3 separate regions of the Sus scrofa genome follow, and regions 1 and 2 are each linked to region 3. The links are chromatin contacts, called in public HiChIP or PLAC-seq maps. All regions are on one chromosome and are shown on one strand. Each heading gives the region's core, a stretch centred on a gene start, on an enhancer-like site or on the middle of the called end of the contact. The rest is flanking DNA. Distances are from core to core; before and after follow the strand shown.

The links. HiChIP or PLAC-seq counts read pairs in DNA pulled down with a chosen protein or histone mark.
Region 1: an H3K27ac HiChIP or PLAC-seq map of alveolar macrophages shows a contact between it and region 3. The contact joins two enhancer-like sites. A contact is called at or near these places in 2 of 47 Hi-C or Micro-C datasets (alveolar macrophages and skeletal muscle) and 2 of 2 datasets of contacts at active chromatin or transcription factors (alveolar macrophages and skeletal muscle).
Region 2: a contact with region 3 is called in an H3K27ac HiChIP or PLAC-seq map of alveolar macrophages. The contact joins two enhancer-like sites. A contact is called at or near these places in 2 of 47 Hi-C or Micro-C datasets (alveolar macrophages and embryonic fibroblasts) and 2 of 2 datasets of contacts at active chromatin or transcription factors (alveolar macrophages and skeletal muscle).

The regions. Positions count from the first base shown.
Region 1 is chr5:90,706,166-90,709,192 of Sscrofa11.1, reverse strand. LOC106510428 (a long non-coding RNA gene) reads right to left here. Exons shown (of 5, transcript XR_002344341.1): 2 at 844-925. Among named protein-coding and RNA genes, the nearest start is that of BTG1, 110 kb to the left of the region's middle. Within about 2 kb of position 1,257, at least 18 of the 83 cell types and tissues checked have an H3K27ac peak or open chromatin away from gene starts, as enhancers often do. A contact at or near this core is called in alveolar macrophages, where this site is marked.
Region 2 is chr5:90,638,752-90,642,011 of Sscrofa11.1, reverse strand. No RefSeq gene overlaps it. Among named protein-coding and RNA genes, the nearest start is that of BTG1, 170 kb to the left of the region's middle. Within about 2 kb of position 1,976, at least 26 of the 83 cell types and tissues checked have an H3K27ac peak or open chromatin away from gene starts, as enhancers often do. A contact at or near this core is called in alveolar macrophages, where this site is marked.
Region 3 is chr5:90,461,172-90,464,191 of Sscrofa11.1, reverse strand. No RefSeq gene overlaps it. Among named protein-coding and RNA genes, the nearest start is that of PLEKHG7, 150 kb to the right of the region's middle. Within about 2 kb of position 1,516, at least 21 of the 83 cell types and tissues checked have an H3K27ac peak or open chromatin away from gene starts, as enhancers often do. A contact at or near this core is called in alveolar macrophages, where this site is marked.

The sequences.
Region 1 (3,027 bases), core at 8-2,507, 250 kb before region 3:
CAGTTTGGGCCAGATTCTTTTTTTTTTTTTTTTTTTACCTTATTATTTTTAATGGCTGCACTTGTGGCACGTGGAAGTTCCCAGGCCAGAATTGAAACTAAGCCACAGCTGCGAACTATGCAACAGCTGTGGCAATGCCAAATCCTTTTAACTCACTGTGCTGTGCTGGGAATTGAACCCATACCCACACCTAGACAGTGATATGAGCTGTTGCACTTGGATTCTTAACCCATTGTGCCATAGTGGGAACTCCTGAGCCATATCTTAAAGGAGTCAAATTAGGCTAGGAATCAGAAGGAATTGATATCACAACACTTACTATACTGCATTATTAAATATTCCATTTTTCTTCTCTCCCTTGCAAACATCCCATGTAAATAAGTCATTACATGTTGGATTCACAGGTTCCTTTAAATATTTGTAAAGTAGCATAGAGAAGGCAGAAGATAAAGGCCCTAGGCAGTCTTAGAAGATAACCAGATAACCTCAGATCTGGCCTTCAGTCTCTCCAGGCCTCTATCGTGTCATCTTGAAATGAAGTCATTCTACCCAAAATGTTTGGCTTGCATCAAATGACCCAGTGAAATTCCTTCTAACTCTAAAATCTTCAATTCTGTGGGTTGAATTCTGATGCCCATATACTCCTCCATAGGGTATTCCTAGGGAATTATCCTAGCATGGCTACTTGGACAATTCAGTTTCTCCATCTCCATATCACATGTCCTCCAACTCAGAACAGAGGTACAGTTTGTACCCTGATAACTCAAGAAACAGGAATGGTTACGAGTCAATAGTGGGGATTTGCGCACCATAGTCAGAGATTTACATCCAGGGAGTTCTTACCTTAGGAGGAAGACGGCACTCCAAAGGGGGAAAACCTGGCTGGATGTCCCATTCAGTCAGGACGGGGAGCTGGAACCGCTACCTAGGGCAATAAGAGCATGAAACTTGAAATTGGTATGGGATATATACAAGGATGGGGCAAAGTTAAGAAGAAATTCTAGAGGCCAAACTATGTCAGGTTCACTGCTCTGATCTGGTGGCAAATGAGTTGAGCTGGTGCTCAGAACATGAAAGTGAAACCACAAGTAATGCCTTTTTTTTTTTTCTTTTTAAAGAATTTTTCCATTTCGGGAGTTCCTATTTGCGGTTCAGGGGGTTATGAGCCAGACTAGTATTCACACAGATGCAGGTTCAATCCCTGGCTTTGCTCAGTGGGTTCAGCATCCGGTGTGGCCATGAGCTGTGTTTTAGGTTGCAGACATGGCTTGGATCCAGCGTTGCTGTGGGTGTGGTGTAGGGTGGCAGCTACAGCTGTCATCTGACCCCTAGTCTGGGAATTTCCATTTTCATCAAATGGAAGAATCCCTGTATGTGCGTTCTCAACCAGCTGGTGAGAATCTGCAGGTAGATCTGGAAGCCTGATCTGAGAGTGCTCAAGTCAGCAGCCCAGAGGTTGACAACTTCCCCAGGGAGGAATGAAACATCTGCTGGAAACTCCCCACCCCCATCCCTTGACCTTAAAGCCTTAGGGGAAATGAAAAGTGGCTTCTCTTCACAAAAAGACTGGGAACTCCTGCTGCAGTGACTTGCTATTTCTTTAAGGCTTCCATGGAAATCAAAGATGTTCTCAAGCAAAGATAGGTCAAATCTATTAAGAGAGTGGGTGAAGCATGTCCCTCCTGAAAACTGGGGAATAACAGAAAAGAGTCTTTTCTCACAGAATGAGTTTTTTTGGTTTGATTTGATTCCTATTTATTTACTGAACAGGAAGGAGAAATAATTTGAGTATGAAAATTAGTTGTTAGAAGAAGAAGAAAAAATTTCCAAGATGGAGCCCCCTGTAGTTTACACATCCTGTGAACCTGCTGCTCCTCCCCTCAGCCTTTCCCATCTCCTTCCTTCAGCAATTCTAGTCCCATTCTCTCAGCTCCCAGAGACCCATCAAGAAGCTGAGTGCCAGCAGCATTGGAAAACATACTTCATTCTTTTCTCCATCGTTAGAGGGGAGGAGATAAGCTGAACAAGTCTTTCTTCCAACTACAGCCACGTTTCTATATTAATCTTACACCTGCCACCTGCTTTATTTCCAGGAAGTTCTTAGGAGCAAGGTGGTACTTCAATGGGTAAACTTGGCTGAATGTCTATGAGAATTTATTAGATAATACACCAAAAGCCTGTCAGAGGGCCTTGCAAAATACAACCGAAAGTGGTGCAGTAATTTCCTAAACCCAGGATTTCAGGTTTATTTTGATGCTTCCTGGATGCTATCAGTGTTTGGTTATATAGAGGAAGGAGAAATATTAACCGATTTTTATTTCAGCTGATGTTTTACAGAGACAAGAAGTAATTTTGCTTGAATCTCCATTTCAGCCTAGGACAGTAACAGCTGGACAGGGATTTTGCCCAACACTTTGCGATGTTCACACTTAACTGCCTTTGTCAGATTGGCATTTTATATTAAAACAACAGAGCACTGTTATTAAGGCACCAGACTGCTACAACTTTAGGAAGATCCTAAACCAAGAAACTTCTTCTGGACCACTAGAGTCTCCAAGACTATAAAGGTCTGATGTCATTGAAAAACCCATTCCAGCCCAGGGGGCAACAGAGTGGAGTGATCTGGAATCAGACTGTCTATATCTGAAGAAATTAACCCTATCATTTGCTTATAAATGTTGCGATTTTGAGAGACAGTAGATCATCGGGGTTAAGAATACAGCCTTTGGTGCCACGCTGCTTGAGTGGGAACCTTGATTCCACCATTTACTTGCTGGGGGATCTCAATGAAGTTCTTCAAACCTCTGGGCCTCAATTTCATCATCTGTGAAATGGGGCTACTAACCTCTAAATGCTGGAGGGAGGATGAAATAAGTTGACGCATGTAGAATGCTTCAAGCAATGTCTGGCACACAGTTAGTGCTCAATAAATGTTAGCTGTCAGGATTGCTATTATTCTTTCCAAATTTTCAGCTTTTTAGCCAATGCCAGGCAAAAATCAATAAAGGAAGGGTGCTAACCAAGGAG
Region 2 (3,260 bases), core at 727-3,226, 180 kb before region 3:
CATCGGATCACAGTCTCCTTGAGGACAGATTCTGAGTTTTGCTTGATTCTGTATCTTCTCTAATGAGGTCGACCATGTAATTTTTGAGAGGGAAGGGTTCAGTGGCTCTAGGCAGACAGGACACGAGGGCAACTGGCCTAAATCAGAACTGTTCTGGGCAAAACAGGATGCCCCCCCCCCCTTTACACCCACAGCGTGTCCTGCACACTCCAGGCACTGTGTGAATATCGGTTGTTGTGAACGTAAATTGCTTCCGACTCTAAGTATTTTGAGCTTAACTTAAAGCCCCAGTTCCCTTGCTTTGCCTCAACAACTGCTTGTCCTTAATGACTTGGTGTAAGAGAGATAGCAGGTCAAGTCAGAACTACGGGCATTTCTTACTAGTAGCCTTAACAGCAAGAAACCCAAGGCTACTAATAAATGCCACACTGTTTCCCTGATTCCTAAGATTCAAATAGTCCTCTCTTGACATCTGAAATAACATGAGGTTCCTTTAAGTAACTCGCAGACTTAGAATTCTGACTTATGCATATGATATGTGAAGAGCAAACTAAACAACCTTGGCATTATGGTATCAACAATTGGATTGAAATCAGATTGATTCCAGCAAAGATTTACCCCAGCACATGCTGGATTTCAGAAATATGATGTGGGGGAAAAGAAAAAAAAACCAACAGGATTTCGAGGCAAGCCATTCTTTATCCTACCTCTGTCGCTTCTCTTCAAATTATATCTCATCTGAAGATCAGGGACAATTATAATAGTACCTCTGTCTGCAGAGCCTTTGGGATCATTAAATGAGATAATGTGTATGTGGAAGTGTTATAAACTCCAGAACTCTACAAGGATACAAATTCCCTTTTGCAAGGCCGATTTGAATCAACTCTTTCAATTCTGTCTCTCAAGCAGCCTAAGGCTGGGCCACCAGAACACAAACGTACAGTTACAAGGTTTAAAAAAAAAATCAGCCAAACAACTGGTTGTTACATGATCCCTGACAACAGTTGGACGGACTTTTCCTCCAAATTAAATGAAGTGTTTTGGCAGCCTGTGAATGCAGCCTAAAGGATAGGAAGGGAAGAGAGCTCTTTTCCTTAGGGAGAGCGTGATTTTAACACAAGTTCAACTTACACATTTTAAGATCTGTATTTTGAATGTCTCCGTTAAGTGCAAAATGAATATAATTAGTTCTGAGATATCTTGCCCTTGGCTACAGCATGCATTAAGCTATGGCATAATATCACTCACAAGCTATGCATACTCTGTGGTATATTTCAGCACTTCCTGTGCTGTAGTCTCTTAAAGCAAATACTGTATACGGTTTCAGAACCTAACAGTTGTTCTTTCAGAATAGCAGTGGGTGCCTCACATCTGGGGCCTTCAAATAGTCTAGCCAGACATGTAAATGCCTTATGGACAGGGTCAATATCTTTTCATGCACGGGTCTGTGACATGTAAACAGAACCTGGCACAATGAAGTAAAGGTGTGTAGAATCAATAACAGAAGAGGCAAATCCGTGATGAAACAGTCCAGAGATGGAATGCCCAGAAAATGATCATTTTGGAGGATTTGAGAGTCCCAGCGGACCTGGAACCTCCATTTTCCCTCCGAAGTGATCCTCACGGAATAGCGTGGTTACAGAATCGTTCCGGAGCAGTTATAAGCGGTCGTGCCCTTCCGGGCATCTCTTAGCTTGGTGACCACTGTCCCAACGGATGCAGCGCGGAATTCTACAAGGTCACTCGAGCAAGGGTGAGTGTGGGGCCCACGGTGAGCATGTGGCCCCAGAGCCTGCGTCAACAGGGAGCGGTTTCTTAATAATGCATGTTATCGAGTATGTTCATACATTGAAAACGAAAAAAAAAAAAAAAGTGGGGCTTCCTCTTCTGTGGTTTTCCTGAGTTCGTCTGCACCCTAAAAGCTCACTTAAGGAAAAGTGAAGAAGAGAGTATATACATGATTTCACGTTTGTGAAGCCTAACACAGGAAATAATGCTGTTGTCTGTTTCTAGAATATGCTTAGACGTTCACGGCCTGCAGACAAGATCTGCAGCTTGGTAATTATTAGATCAGGTCTCTAATGCGATGAATGTGGAAGCTACTTGAAGGTAGACGTGAGCTTACCTGTTTTCTGTCCAAAGCACATCTCGACAGAATGGGTGCTCAATAAATGTTAAATAGTTAATTAATTGCAAAAAGGCTAAGAAAAACAAAATAAAACAAAACAAAACACCGTTTAAACTTGTAACTCCTTACCCAGTTAAAGAGTAGGTTTTTTTTTTTTTTTAACAGAGAATAAGTTTCCGTAAATTGTACTTCTTCTTCTTTTTTGTTTTGTTTCTTTTTTTTTTTTTTTGGTCTTTTTAGGGCTGCACCTGTGGCATATGGAGGTTCCCAGGCTAGGAGTCGAATCAGAGCTGCAGCAGCTGCCAGAGTCACAGCAACATAGGATCCAAGCTGCACCTATGATCTATACCATAGCTCATGGCCACACCAGATCTTTAACCCACTGAGAGAGGCCAGGATCGAACCTGCATCCTCACGGATAGTAGTAGGATTCGTTACCACTGACCCACAACGGGAACTCCTAATGGTACTTCTTTACTGAGTAAAACTCATATGCCAAGCAGGACACTTCTGGAGGGGTGTAAAAGGTATAAACAAGGTACAGCTCCTGTCTCCAAGAAACCATAGCTACATGGCCAGCTGGAAACTCAAACGAAAGAAGGCATGAGGGATAACAGCTGTACAACTACACCGTCTTCATCACTGCTGCACAGTGTAAACTACATTTTCCCATAACTGTGAAGAAGCTATTTGATACCATAGGTCCAAAATGAACGTGTTTGAGAGAATAGCCATGTAGCAACAACTGACTTCCAAGAGTTGACTTCTCAAATTATCTACACCTTAGCCGTCTCAGAGAAATGGTTCAATTTCTATTGTTTCAGTTTAATAGGTTGATAGATGACTGAATTGTTTTCCAGTTTATGGTGGTGGTTTGCGGATGTAGCCTATCAGAGTCTGACTGTATCCTGACAGTCCAAAATGATTAGAGTACATACCTAAATGCATAGATATGTATAATTTACATACATATGTGTACACATATATCCCAAACTCACACCATGTTTGTTCCTTCATTGTTACACTGAGCACAGATCTACTGGTGAAGCTTTGCCCTCAGAATACAATAGCCAGCTGTCTTTAGAAGAGTGTTACTGAGTCTTTGCCATGCAGATAAGAAAAGAAATATTTG
Region 3 (3,020 bases), core at 267-2,766:
CATGAGGACGCAGGTTCGAACCCTGGCCTTACGCAGTGGATTAAGGATCCGACGTTGCCGTGAGCTATGGTGTAGGTCAAAGACTGGGCTCGGATACCGCGTGGCTGTGGCTGTGGTGTAGGCCAGTGGCTACAGCTCTGATTTGACCCCTAGCCTGGGAACCTCCATATCCCGCAGGTGTGGCCATAAAAAATAAAGTAAAAAAATAAATTAATAAGGATGCAAAATAAGTTGTACATTGTTAAAAGAAGAGGTGTTTCACATAAAGCTGCAAAAGGAATAAGTATTTTATCTAAAGGTGCAGAGGTAACCAATACAAGCCTGAAGTAGAGATAAGACTAAGGAGGTATTGTGTGACTTAAGTTATATTCTCATCAATCAGCATAGGAAGATAATCTATAACATCTAAAACTAATAACCCAAGATTTAGCAGTATAAGTAGTGCTGAGACATATATAGGTAAATAACCAAAACAAACAAACAAAAACCCCACTATAAAATGAAAATTAGGGAGTTCCCAATGTGGCCCAGTATGTTAATGATCTGGCTTGTCTCTGTAGAGGCGCCGCTTTGATCCCTGGCCAGGCGCAATGGGTTAAGGATCTGGTATTGCTGCAGCTGTAGCACAAGTCGTAGCTCCGGCTCGGATTCGATCCCTGGTCTGGGAACTTCCACATGCCATCGGGGTAGCTGAAAAAGAAAAAAAAAGAGTTATGCTATATCTGAGAAGAGACTGAAGCTAAGAAGGAGTAGACAGAGAACTACTGCTTTTCAGTGCAAGTGCTTTTATCTTTTTTTGTTGTTGTTACCATATGTGGTTTCTGCTTTGATAAAAATGTTTAAAATTATTAATATAAAAATACAAATGCGTACTTTTTTAAAACATGTGACCCACTATTATACACAAATTCATCAAATTTATGTAAACATTAAGGGACAAAATCTCCTCCTACAATATATTTAATGCTGATCTTGACTTCAGAATGGGGAGATGCTCACTTTATTTGATAAACAGTCACTCCCTCTCAAGTGTTCCAAAACCAGCAAGATGCAAAGTATCTTCAAATGTCCCCTCCATTTGGAGACATCTGTGCTCATTGATTTACAATGTGCACGCCTGCCTGATTATTTTATTATGTCACTTGCTACGGCAGGAATTATTCATTATCATTCACTAGCAAGCTGAGAACACATGGGGCTGATATCTTGATTAAGAACCCTAAACCTAAAAAGGATAAGTACCTCGCAAATTTAAAGGCAGATTTGACTCCACAACCACCATCCTTCTTCATCTGCCTTTCACAGACATTTATCACCAGGAACTACAGGTACATTTTGCGTGGAATGTCCTTTGTGAGCAGCAGAGAACAAAGGGAATTTCCTGCAAAATGATGCTGAAACACGATCGCTGATGTCTATTATCTTGCCAGCACCTTGCCTATTGAATATCGTCCCTGTCTATTACTCGGATATTGTTTCTCTGCATGGATAAGACAAAGATGGGAAATCCACTTAAGTGCTCTAACAGTACCCTCTGCTGGCTGAGTCTGAGCTGAAGAGGTGACTTGTAACAAGGCTTAGTCACCCTGACAACATGTGAAAGAAGAAAAGAAAGCAAGTCAAAAACTACAGACCGGGACATGAAATGCAAGCACAAAAATCAACCAATTTCAGTTACAGATGAGGAAATGGACATCTTGGCGTCATATCACATATATGATGCATATGTACTTTGTTAAATCCGAAGAGAATACCTTGCTCTAGCAAAAGGTATATCTTAATGAAGGATTTTGTATATTACATTCAAATTCTCTGCTTCACAAGATGATTCATCACAAGTTCCCCCAGTGAGTTCCTTTAGTACTCTCAACGTGTGACATGATTTACACTCTGTCTTGTGGGAACATGCTAATTCTGTAAAATAAAGTGGTTTCTTGCATCACAGCCCAGGACTCATATCATACCAGAGATGTCTGCATTACTTGACATGTTTATAAATGTTTAGGAGAAGTTCAAAATTAATTTGTGTGCTCTTGCTAATACGTAAGGAGCCCTGGTTTGGAGATGGCAAGACTGACTTATCTGACCTGGGAAGGAATGAGTAACACACGTTCTCTGGGGCGAGGACCACCTTACATCTATTTTGCTTAATATGGTAGACATGCTTAATAAATTGGGCAGCAATTAAAAACAGGTAAGTCCTACATTTGGAAGGATAGAACCAGCATTTTTTATATCTTTGACTAAAAATCTATTGTAGACTCAGCTCTCCATGCCTATCAAGGTGGGGGGTTCACAATGTATAAAGCATGTCCTATTCTCACTGAGCGTTTGAAGTTGACGAAGTCAACCTATTCTAGGCCACTGACCACTGGGGCACAGGACTCGTTTTGTCTCCTCCAAAGTGGGGGGGGGAGTTGCCATCGTGGCACAGTGGAAACAAATCTGACTAGGAACCATGAGGTTGTGGGTTCCATCCCTGGCCTTGCTCAGTGGATTAAGGAGCTGGCATTGCCATGAGCTGTGGTGTAGGTCGCAGACACAGTTCGGTTCTGATGTTGCTGTGGCTGCAGTGTAGGCTGCAGCTATAGTTCTGATTGGACCCCTGGCCTGGGAACCTCCATATGCGGCCCTAAAAAGCAAAAAAGAAAGAAAGAAAGAAAGAAAGAAAAAGTAGGAGTGGGGGGAATTTAAATGTCCACAGGCACCAAGAAATACGGCACCTGCTGAGTTTGAGGAAAAGCAGATGGTTCTCTTGGTCTAAGTTTCATTTGTAATCAAGACAGGGATACAAAGAAATAATTCTCCCGCATACGGAATGCAGCAGTACCAACATGATGACAGGTGGTAAGTGAAGCTTGCTTGAGGGGCAATAACGAGGAGGAAGACTGAGGAAACGGCAAGTGTGTGTACCACCTAAAGTGGTCACACACTCAGTGCTTGTCACTGTTGCCACGAAGCTCTGAGGGCCAAGGGTTGTCCGGTCTTATGTTCTTTAAAGGAGCTTGAAGTCAGAATAT